2 separate regions of the Sus scrofa genome follow, and region 1 is linked to region 2. The links are chromatin contacts, called in public Hi-C maps. All regions are on one chromosome and are shown on one strand. The core of a region is the stretch at or near the end of the contact, and the rest is flanking DNA. Distances in the headings are between cores, read along the strand shown. Region 1 holds the start of FAM110C (protein FAM110C). Region 2 overlaps LOC110260066 (a long non-coding RNA gene).

The links. Hi-C and Micro-C count contacts between places; a contact is called where the count stands out from the background.
Region 1: a Hi-C map of liver shows a contact between it and region 2, with 4 times the contacts expected there. The contact joins the promoter of FAM110C here to the enhancer-like site in region 2. A contact is called at or near these places in 1 of 5 promoter capture datasets (liver) and 10 of 47 Hi-C or Micro-C datasets (embryonic fibroblasts, epiblast stem cells, fetal heart ventricle and 4 more).

What each region holds. Positions count from the first base shown.
Region 1 is chr3:132,808,016-132,812,624 of Sscrofa11.1, forward strand. FAM110C (protein FAM110C) reads left to right here and starts at 2,023. Exons shown (of 2, transcript XR_002342890.1): 1 at 2,023-2,481. It overlaps LOC110260067 (a long non-coding RNA gene), which reads right to left and starts at 2,462. Exons shown (of 3, transcript XR_002342891.1): 1 at 2,347-2,462.
Region 2 is chr3:132,766,822-132,771,429 of Sscrofa11.1, forward strand. It overlaps LOC110260066 (a long non-coding RNA gene), which reads right to left. Exons shown (of 3, transcript XR_002342888.1): 2 at 2,512-2,642. Among named protein-coding and RNA genes, the nearest start is that of FAM110C, 41 kb to the right of the region's middle. Within about 2 kb of position 2,305, at least 5 of the 83 cell types and tissues checked have an H3K27ac peak or open chromatin away from gene starts, as enhancers often do. A contact at or near this core is called in liver, where this site is marked.

The DNA of each region.
Region 1 (4,609 bases), core at 773-3,272, 41 kb after region 2:
ATTCTAACAGGTTTGTGTGTGTGTGGGTGTGTGTGTAGAATCTTTAGAGTTTACTACATGTAAGATCATATCATTTGCAAACATAGAAAATTTTATCTCTTCCTTTCCTATTTGTAGGGATTTTGTGGTTTTTTTTCTTGCGTAATTACTCTGGCTAGAACTTTCATTACTATGCTGACTAGAATTGGTGAAAGTGGGCATCCTTGTCTTGTTTCTAATCTTAGAGGAAAAGCTTTCAGTCTCTCAGTCACTGAGTACAATGTTCACTAGGGTTTTTCACATATGACATTTATTATGCTGAAATAGTTTCCTTGTATTCCTAGTTTATTGAGTGTTTTTATCATGAAACGGTGTTGAATTTTGTCGTGTTTTTTCTGCACTGAATGAGATGACCGTATGTTCTTTTTCCCCCTCCATTCTGTTGATGTGACATATCACACTGATTGATTTTCATGTGATGAACCACCCTTGCATTCCAGGAATAATCCCACTTGGTTATGGTGTATAATCCTTTCAGTATGCTGCTGGATCATGCTTGCTGGTGTTTTGTTAATCATTTTTGCGTTGATATTCCTAAGGGATATTGACCTGTAGATTTCTTCTCTGGAGTCTCTGTTTGACTTTGTTGTCAGAGTAATGAAGGCCTTATAGAATGAGTTAGAAAGGGTTCCTTCTCCTTCAGTTTTTGAGAAAAGTTTAAGAAGGACTGGCATTAATTCTTTAAAAGTTCCGTGAGTGAAGACTCCGGTCCGGAGCTCTTCTTGGACAGTAGAGATTTGATTGCTGATTCAATATCCTTACTGTTATAGGTCTATTTGGATTTTCTATTTCTTATGATTTTAGTCTGGTAAGTTTTATGTTTCCAGAAATTTATTCAAAACTGCCACTACATTTGTCTTATTTTTTAAAAAATTTCACATACATCATGGTCATGTCCCACTCTGTAAAATATCTTGTGGAAGCATGCCTGTACGTGATTACACAATACTCAGTCCCAGGAGCATGTCATACATTATCTAACCTTCTTTCTATTGTTGAATGTAGGTTGATTTTAACTGTCTGCAGGAATATCCACATACTGTGCACACAGCTCTTGGTTCCTTAGCATAAGCTCCTAGGAGTAGTTTCTGGATCACTGGGTCTGTAAGCGATATTTCCTGCTCTGACCAAGTCTTTTGAGATAATGCCAGGGTGGAAATTAGGCTCAAATTCTAAGCTAGCAGTTGAGCAATATGAACAATTTATTTATGATATTTCTTGTATCCTATTACTCCAGTTCTATTTATCCAGTTAATTATCTTCTTAATAGATAGAAAATTCTGGATAGAAATATAATTAGCTTTAATAGCAATAAATCTTAAATACAACTTTATAGCAGTTTTATTTTACCCTTGTCTTCAATAGTCACATGCGAATTCACTAACCTTATTTAAAACATGACAACTGACTAATCATAACCATGATCATCCAACCATAAATTTATTTACTGAAAATGTGATCTTACCAGATATGGTGCTAAGCCCCTTATATGTGTTATCTCATCAACAAATGCCCGAGCAGGTGGTGTAATAAGCTGTAGTTTATAGATGAGCAACCAGAGGCATTGAGAAGTCCAACCTGACAGCCTCTTTAAAAGCCACAACAGAGACCTAAGCCTAGGTCTTTCTTTAACAATCATTTAGTGCTCACTACAAAGCAATAGATTTTCTAAACTACAAAAATGAGGAAGTTTACAACTGACAAAGTCTTGAGAGGTTTGTTATATGTGCAATGGAACATAGCTAATAAATGGTGGATCCAGGCTCAGGCAAATACCAGATGTCCTCTGTTTGGGAGTTGCCTTTCTCTGGACGCTAAAGTGCAAATTAGGAAAAGGAGCCACTTAGGGCTAAGCAATTAAAAAAGTTTTTTTTTTTTTTTTTTTTTTTTTTTTTCCTCTCTCAGATTGACAATAGACCAGGCTGCCTGAGCAGAGAAAACTCTGGACTTTGGCCCTTCCACCAATAGTGTCCTATTATGGGAAGCTGGTGCAGGCGCTCTCTCACAGCTCTGGCTTGTTCTCTCCCTCCCGCTTCTCTCCCCACCTCCCTCCCCCACCTCCTGCTTTCTCTCTCTCCTCTCCCCAGCACTCTCTCCCCCTCCCTCTCCACCCACCCCCGCTTTCCCCTCCTCCCCTTCTGCTCAGAATGTCTCCCCCCCCCTTGCTCTCTCTTCTCCCTGCTCTCGCTCCCCCCCCCACCGCCCGCTCAGCGTCCCCCTCCTGCCCGCGCTCTCTCCCTCTCCCTCCTCCTCCCCAGGACCACGGTCGTCTTTTCCGATCAGTGGGGCCTCTTCCGGTGACACTACCTGGGTCGGCTGGTTCTCAGGAGGCCTGGTTTCTTCTGTTCTGTCACTGACTATGGGATTTTGCTTCACGGAAATTCAAGGTCTCAGAACCCATTTGCAACCTGCTGCGGTTCTCGGATCCTGGGTCGCTAGATGGTAAGCATTCGCCAAACCTGGTTGAAAACATTCAGCTGCTGCCCCTGCTAACCCCTAAACAGGCCCCTCCTGGTGCCCATTGGCGTTTCTGGAAACAAAACAGACCTTGATGTAAGGGAGCCACTGCCCGCAGCCCACAGGGTAGCTGGGGAGCCCCGCACCAGGCACACTCAACCGCAGCTTTGAGAGGTCAGCATTATCTTGAGTCGGCCTTAACATGAGATAACGTGGACATTTCACTCGTCTGGCAGATATTTTTAGACCTTTGTCCAACTTTCGAAAAAATGGAATTTTGGAAATGTTTTCTTTTAAACCTTTAACATTCCTAGGCTGATCCACTGCCCTAGTGAACCCGTGGTTTCCCCGCTGCGTTGATTACGGTAAAAACGGCAATCATTCTGGGAAATCTGTTCAGGTTTTTCCAAATCCAGGGAGCCTCGCCTCCGCTTCCTGCGAGTCCCGGCACCAGGTGCTCGGGTCTTGTCAGGCCCACAGCCGGCCTCCTGCCTGAGCTACGACGTGACCCAGGTCCCTACCAGATTCCTGGGTTCTTTCTACCTAACAAACAGACTGCGTTCTCTTTCGGTATAAGCAGTGCCCAGGTGATAATTTAGGGAATTAAAAAAGTCAAGTTTCCAAACAGTTGAGGTCACTTTAAGAATTCAAAGGATTTGAGACACCTGCGGGGGGGGGGGCGAATCCCGTTCGCTCTGCCCTCCCCCAAGTCCGGAAATGCCAGCTTAAAACGACAACCCGAGGCACTCCCAGGCTGGGAGGAGGCGGCTGATACCTGGATCTGAACCAGCTCAGTCCCTCCCGGACCCTTTGCCCCCCGGCGCCCTGGAGCCCTCACAGCTTCGGCGCGTGGGGCTCAGCGCGCAGCCCTCCAGCCTATTGGCTGCTAGGACTGCGTGTGGGTGGGAGCCGGGTCTGGGGCACGGGGCGGGGGCGTGGACCCGGGTCCAGGCCGGAGGTGGGGGCCGGGGCCTGGGCCGGGGCCGGAGGGGCGGGGCCGGACGGGCGGGTACTCCAGCGATTAGCCAATCCGTGAGGACTCCGGTTCGCCCTGACTCCAGACCAGCCGGCGGGAACTGGGGCGCCGCTCTACTCCGCCCGAGTTCGGAATTGGTAAAAGGACGGGCGGGAGCCGCAGCGGAAGCGCGTTTCCGCGGTGCGCTGAGGCTTGCGGATCCCCGAGGATGCGCGCCCTGCCAACCCTGGACGCGCCCCCAAACGAGCGGCTCCTGTTCCGGGACCTCGAGGCCCCCAGGGCCCGGGACGCGGCGGAGCCGGCGCGCAGGAGTGCCGTGGAGAGGCTGGCAGCCGACCGTGCCAAGTACGTGCGGGGTGCGCCGGGGGCGGGCCCAGGCCCGGTTGGCGAGGGCAACAGCCCCGAGGCGGTCGAAGGACAGACGGGCGACCCTCGGCCCCCGGCCCGAGTCTCCGGGCCCGTGGCGCGCAGGGCCATAGCGCGGAAGCCCCTGAGGCCAGACTCGCTGGTCATCTACCGGCAGAAATGCGAGTTCGTCCGAGGGCCGGGAGCCGACGGCCCTAAGGGGAGCCTGGTGAAGAAGCTCTTCCAGGGACCGGTCAAGGACAAGACGGCCCCCGGCGTGCCCCACGTGGGAGAGGAGGGCAGGGCCGAGGAGGCTGCCCGGACTGAGCCCGGCCGCGTAGTGGCTCCCGCAGTCCCAGGGCCCCCGACGCTCCCGGAGCCCGCCCCGCCTGTCGAGGCGGCCCCCAGGGTCCCGGCTGCGCCCCGGGACCCAGAGCTCGAGGGGCCTCGCCCCGGGACCCTGCGAGGAGCGAGGCGCCGGGGACTGCAGCGCTCGCAGTCCGACCTCAGCTCCCGCTACTCCGCATCCTTGGCCGAGTTCGACACCTTCTTCCAGTACTGCGGCTTGGAGCCCGAGGTGGTGGAGGCGCTGGGGAGGGAGAACTTCTCCGCGGCGTCGGATCGCGTCGCCCTCAAGGTCCGCAGCGTGAGCGTCGCCACCTCCGATAGCGGCTTCTCCCGGCACAGCGGCGGCGACGAGGGGCTGCAGGAGGACGAGCTGACGGAGCAGGGGTCCGGCACCACCTCCGTGGTGGAGAGGAACGCTCGTATCATCAAGTGGCTGTACACCTG
Region 2 (4,608 bases), core at 1,055-3,554:
CATGCGTTCACGCCTAACCCTGCGTCCCGGCGCGGTGTGCAGGAGGCTGGGCGAGGAGTCTGTACCGCCAAGGTCTCGTGGGCCCCCTGGTGGCCGACATCCTCGCGAAGGAGCCGCAAGTCCGGGAAAGCGCCGAGCTCCAGCACTCGGGACCCTTGGGTCAGAATCCCCAGCCCCAGAGAAAGAGGTTCCCACGTTGAGGCAAATCATCTGCTTCCATCAGGGTCATCTGGGAGGCTGAACACCTCCGACGTCATCAGGGCCAGTCGTTTTCCAAATGCGTTGAGAGAACTCCAAGGAGATTATAACCTCTGCATTTTACATTTAAATTCCATCAGGTTTAAGCACTGCATCCCCTCCACTCTCGACATGCTTTCTTTGTTTTGATGCGTCTCATGTTTTGATATTTGAAGACGAGACGCACCTTGCAGTTGATGTGCTGCACTTGACGCGGTCGCCGCTTGTCCTCTGGAAAAGTATCTGTTCCTTGGTGGCTTGGGGGTGACTGTTCAATTAGTAGGATCTCGGCATCGAGAACATCGGGTACATCACGAACTAGTCCACAATGTGTAGACGCAACAGGCTTACATTTCTTTCTTTTCATGATCAAACTCTATCCAGCAGAGCTCCCGCCTATCACGACGTGGAATATGCGCCTTCACCGAGATCCCGCTGCATCTGCACCAGCGCACTGGGCTTTAGAGCGACACCTGGTAGCACCTTAGGCCCCCACCCTCCAGGCCGTCGCCTCACTCCCTTGGCTACAACTGCCAAGGGCTGGTCCTTCACAGGGGGTGGGGTGGGGGCAGCCCCCTGGTTCCTGGGAGGGGTGCTCCTCACAGGACTTCACGGCGGTCAGATGCTGGACCCAGAGCTGCATGAACCCATCTGGGAAATGGCGTTGGCCTGGACCTAGCCAGCCAGCCCTCTACTGGTGAGCACCACCCCAAACTCACTTTGCTTTCCCACTAGGTAGTCCAGCCTAATGCCGCCCTATCTCCCCCTAAAAGTCCCTGGTGAGAGTCATACAAGGAAATTTGTTACTCCCCCCTGAAAACCACCCTCCATCAAGCCTCTCTCTCTCTCTGTGTGTGTTACAAAGGGCGCAATCTACAGAATGTCTTGGCCTTCAGGAAATGAGATGGAGAATGGGGGAAAAGATGCTTTATTCTTTCCTAGTATGTGTAAAGCATACACACACACATCATGAATTTAGTAATTTCGCTAATAATTCAGCCTATGACATTGAGCATTTAAAATTGTATTAATGAGTTTTAAATTCATGCCCATGCAAGAGTGTTATAAAATTTAGCATCAATAAAATAACTGAATGTTGCCAGTTAAATCCATATATTCCTGCAGACCAGGGAACAGATTCCTCCTGCCATCTCTATGCAGACATTTACCCTGAATAGAAATTGTAGACAATTTTTATTTTGACCACAGTCCCCTGATCATTTTACTGTCTCTATAGTTTTGCCTTTTCCAGAATGTCATGTAGTTACAATCATGAAGTATGTAGCCTTTTCAGAATGACTTTTTATCACTTAGTAATATGCATTTTATTTCACTCCATGTTTTTTAATGGCAATAGTTTATCACTGAATAATATTCTACTGAGCGTTATCCATTACACCTTGTTTATCCTTTGAAGAATAACTTCGTTTCTTCCAGTTTTTGGAAATTACAAATAAAGAGCTTTTTTAAACCTTGTGTGCAGGTTTTTGTGTGAAGTTAACCTTTCAAATCAATTGTTAAAAATGAGCACAATTGCTAGATTGTATGATAAGACTAATTTAGCCCTGTGAGAAAGTACCAAACTCTTTTCTAAAGTGGATATACCACTTTGCATTCTCTTCTTTTGAGAGAATTGCTCATGGTGGGTAAACATTCTCTTTTTAAAGTCAGATCAAGTATTTCAAAGTTAAAATCTGCATTCATCCAAAGAGATTAAACTTTCTCTTTTAAGACGCAAATAAAAATCATAGTAAGATGTCACCTGACACGCATTAGGATGGCTACTATCAAAAACCAGAAAACATCAAATGTTGACAATCTGACCCTTGTACACACTTGTTAGGAATGTAAAATGATGTACCTGCAGTGCAAACAGTTTGGTGGTCTCTCAAAAAAAAAAAAAAAAAAAGAGAGAGAGAGAAAAGAAAAATAGGATTACAATATGATTCAGCAATTCCACTTATGGGTATATGCTGAAAACTGTTGAAAGCAGGGTCTCAAAGAGACCCATGTTCATTGCAACATTATTCATGGAAGCTAAGTTGGAAACAACCCAAGTGTCCATCAACGGATGAATGAATAACTCGAATGGCGAGCAGCCAAACTTAGTTTTGGCACTGGCCTTGTTCAGTTACAATCAAACCAACTAAAGAGAAATAAAGCAAATATTTTACCATTCTATTTCATGAGGGAGGATTTCCAAGATGGAATGGTCAACTAAACATGATTCCAGAAGGAAAAATCTCCTGGCACTTTTCTTAAACCATGGCCCACCTTACGCTTCGCCGCAGGGTAGCCTTTCTGTCTCTTGTCCTTACTCTGGGATGTCATGACCTCGAGCCACTGTAGCAATAGCTTGCTTCTGTGTTTCATTCGGGATGTTGTCCTCAATGAAAACTTCACTCCTGTAGAGAAGCCAAGAGAAAAATCAGCTAAATAGTTGCTCCATTTCTGGAGTTCCCGTCGTGGCACAGTGGTTAACGAATCTGACTAGGAACCATGAGGTCGCGGGTTCGATCCCTGCCCTGGCTCAGTGGGTTAATGATCCGGCGTTGCCATGAGCTGTGGTGTGGGTCACAGACGTGGCTTGGATTACACATTGCTGTGGCTCTGGCGTAGGCTGGCAGCTACAGCACCGATTTGACCCCTAGCCTGGGAACCTCCATATGCCGTGGGAGCGGCCCAAGAAATGGCAAAAAGACAAAAAAGAAAAAAAAAAGTAGTTGATCCATTTCTATAGCCACCATAGATTAGAGTTTGTGGATTTTTTATGGCTATTTAATTGCCATGCTAATGGCCTTTTTTTCCCCTTCAGTTTACCCAACTGAAATTATTCCAGCCCAGGAGATAAAACACCACATATTTTGGCATGTGTTCAGTTAATTTCTACAACTTTTCCCGATGTGAATTTCACTTGCGTTGTTTTGCTTTCCCCACTCACTGTCGTGAGGTATCTGGATAATGCGCCTCTGACTAAGAACCTTGTGATGGTTAATTTTATGTGTCAACTTGATGAGGCCAAGAGGTGCCCAGATTAAGCACTATTTCTGGGTGAGGGTGTTTCTGGACGAGATCCGCACTTAAATCACTGGACTGGTCAAGCCAACGGCCCTCCCTCCCAGTGGGCATCATCCAGTCTGCTGGGAGCCTGGAGAGAGGAAAGGCAGGGAGGAGCATTTGCCCTTTGCTTCCTGCCCACCCGGATTTGGCAGAGCAAGGGCTTCTCTGACGGCAACACCCAGGGCGGAGCTGAGCACCCATGCCAGGGTGGGGGCAAGTCGTTATTGTTGGCATTTGCCAGGGTTTCTTCCAGGATAAGCTTTTTAATCTGTTTTGTTTCCTCAGTCTATTGGCTGATCAAATCTCATTTATCCAAAACATAATTTATTTAAACCAGTTCCTTACTTGAAAGGCTTTTAATAACTTTATTTCTTCTTCACTTTCTTTCTGTCTTGTGTATTTATCTAAATATGTTTAAATAACTCTGATCATTTAATTTAGATAAATGTTGTAAAGTAGAATTAATCAAAGAATGTAAACTTTTTAATATTTCAAATTTATATTTGCTGTTTTGCCCTTGGATGGATAATACCAGTGTGTGTATGGTTCATCACTAAACTACTGGTATCTCTAATTTTTAAAAATTCATAATTTATAAATATTCTCATTTTTATAACTAGATAAGTTCTATTTTTAAAAAAACTATACTTCCCTGCTTTATGGTATTTATAGATTATTCCTAATTGTTAGTACCTGATATGGAGGTTACTGTCTGGAGAGTTTACCCTTGCGGTCCTTAATGGGAGTGGCAGCCACTCACTCTGTAACCGAATAGCTATATTTATAGTCACAAGCACGGATGCTGTGTGTGAAGCTGTCTTTCCTTCACTTTGAGGGCCCTGTGAGGTATCAGCACCCCCCGGTGGGTTCATTTTGGCACAGTCTGTCCAGCCTGTCCTTGGAACACTATGTAGCCTTGCTCTCCTAGATACTGGACCCTCCTCTTGGGGTGACTTTCAATCTTCCAGCCGCTTGATGGCGCCACGAGCTAGGAAATGAGCTAAGAGTGCGCTGCTCACAGTTTTCTATGAAGAGTAGGCATATAGTTTTAGTTCATAGATCTCCAAACACCCATTCGGAGGGAAATTAGCATGCTTGCCCGAGGAGTTGATCTTATTTCAGCAGAACCACCATCAACATTCCTACCTGGTGTCTGCTGTGCCTCCTGGTTTCCAATTTTCCAGTCCTGGGAGAGTTGCCAGTCACTGAGCCTGTCAGGTGGAGACCTTGAAGTCATGTGGCTTCAATTCCCCCCTTCCAACTTGATTAGCCCTTTTTACAGTTTGGCCCTCAAATTCACGTCCTTTAGAT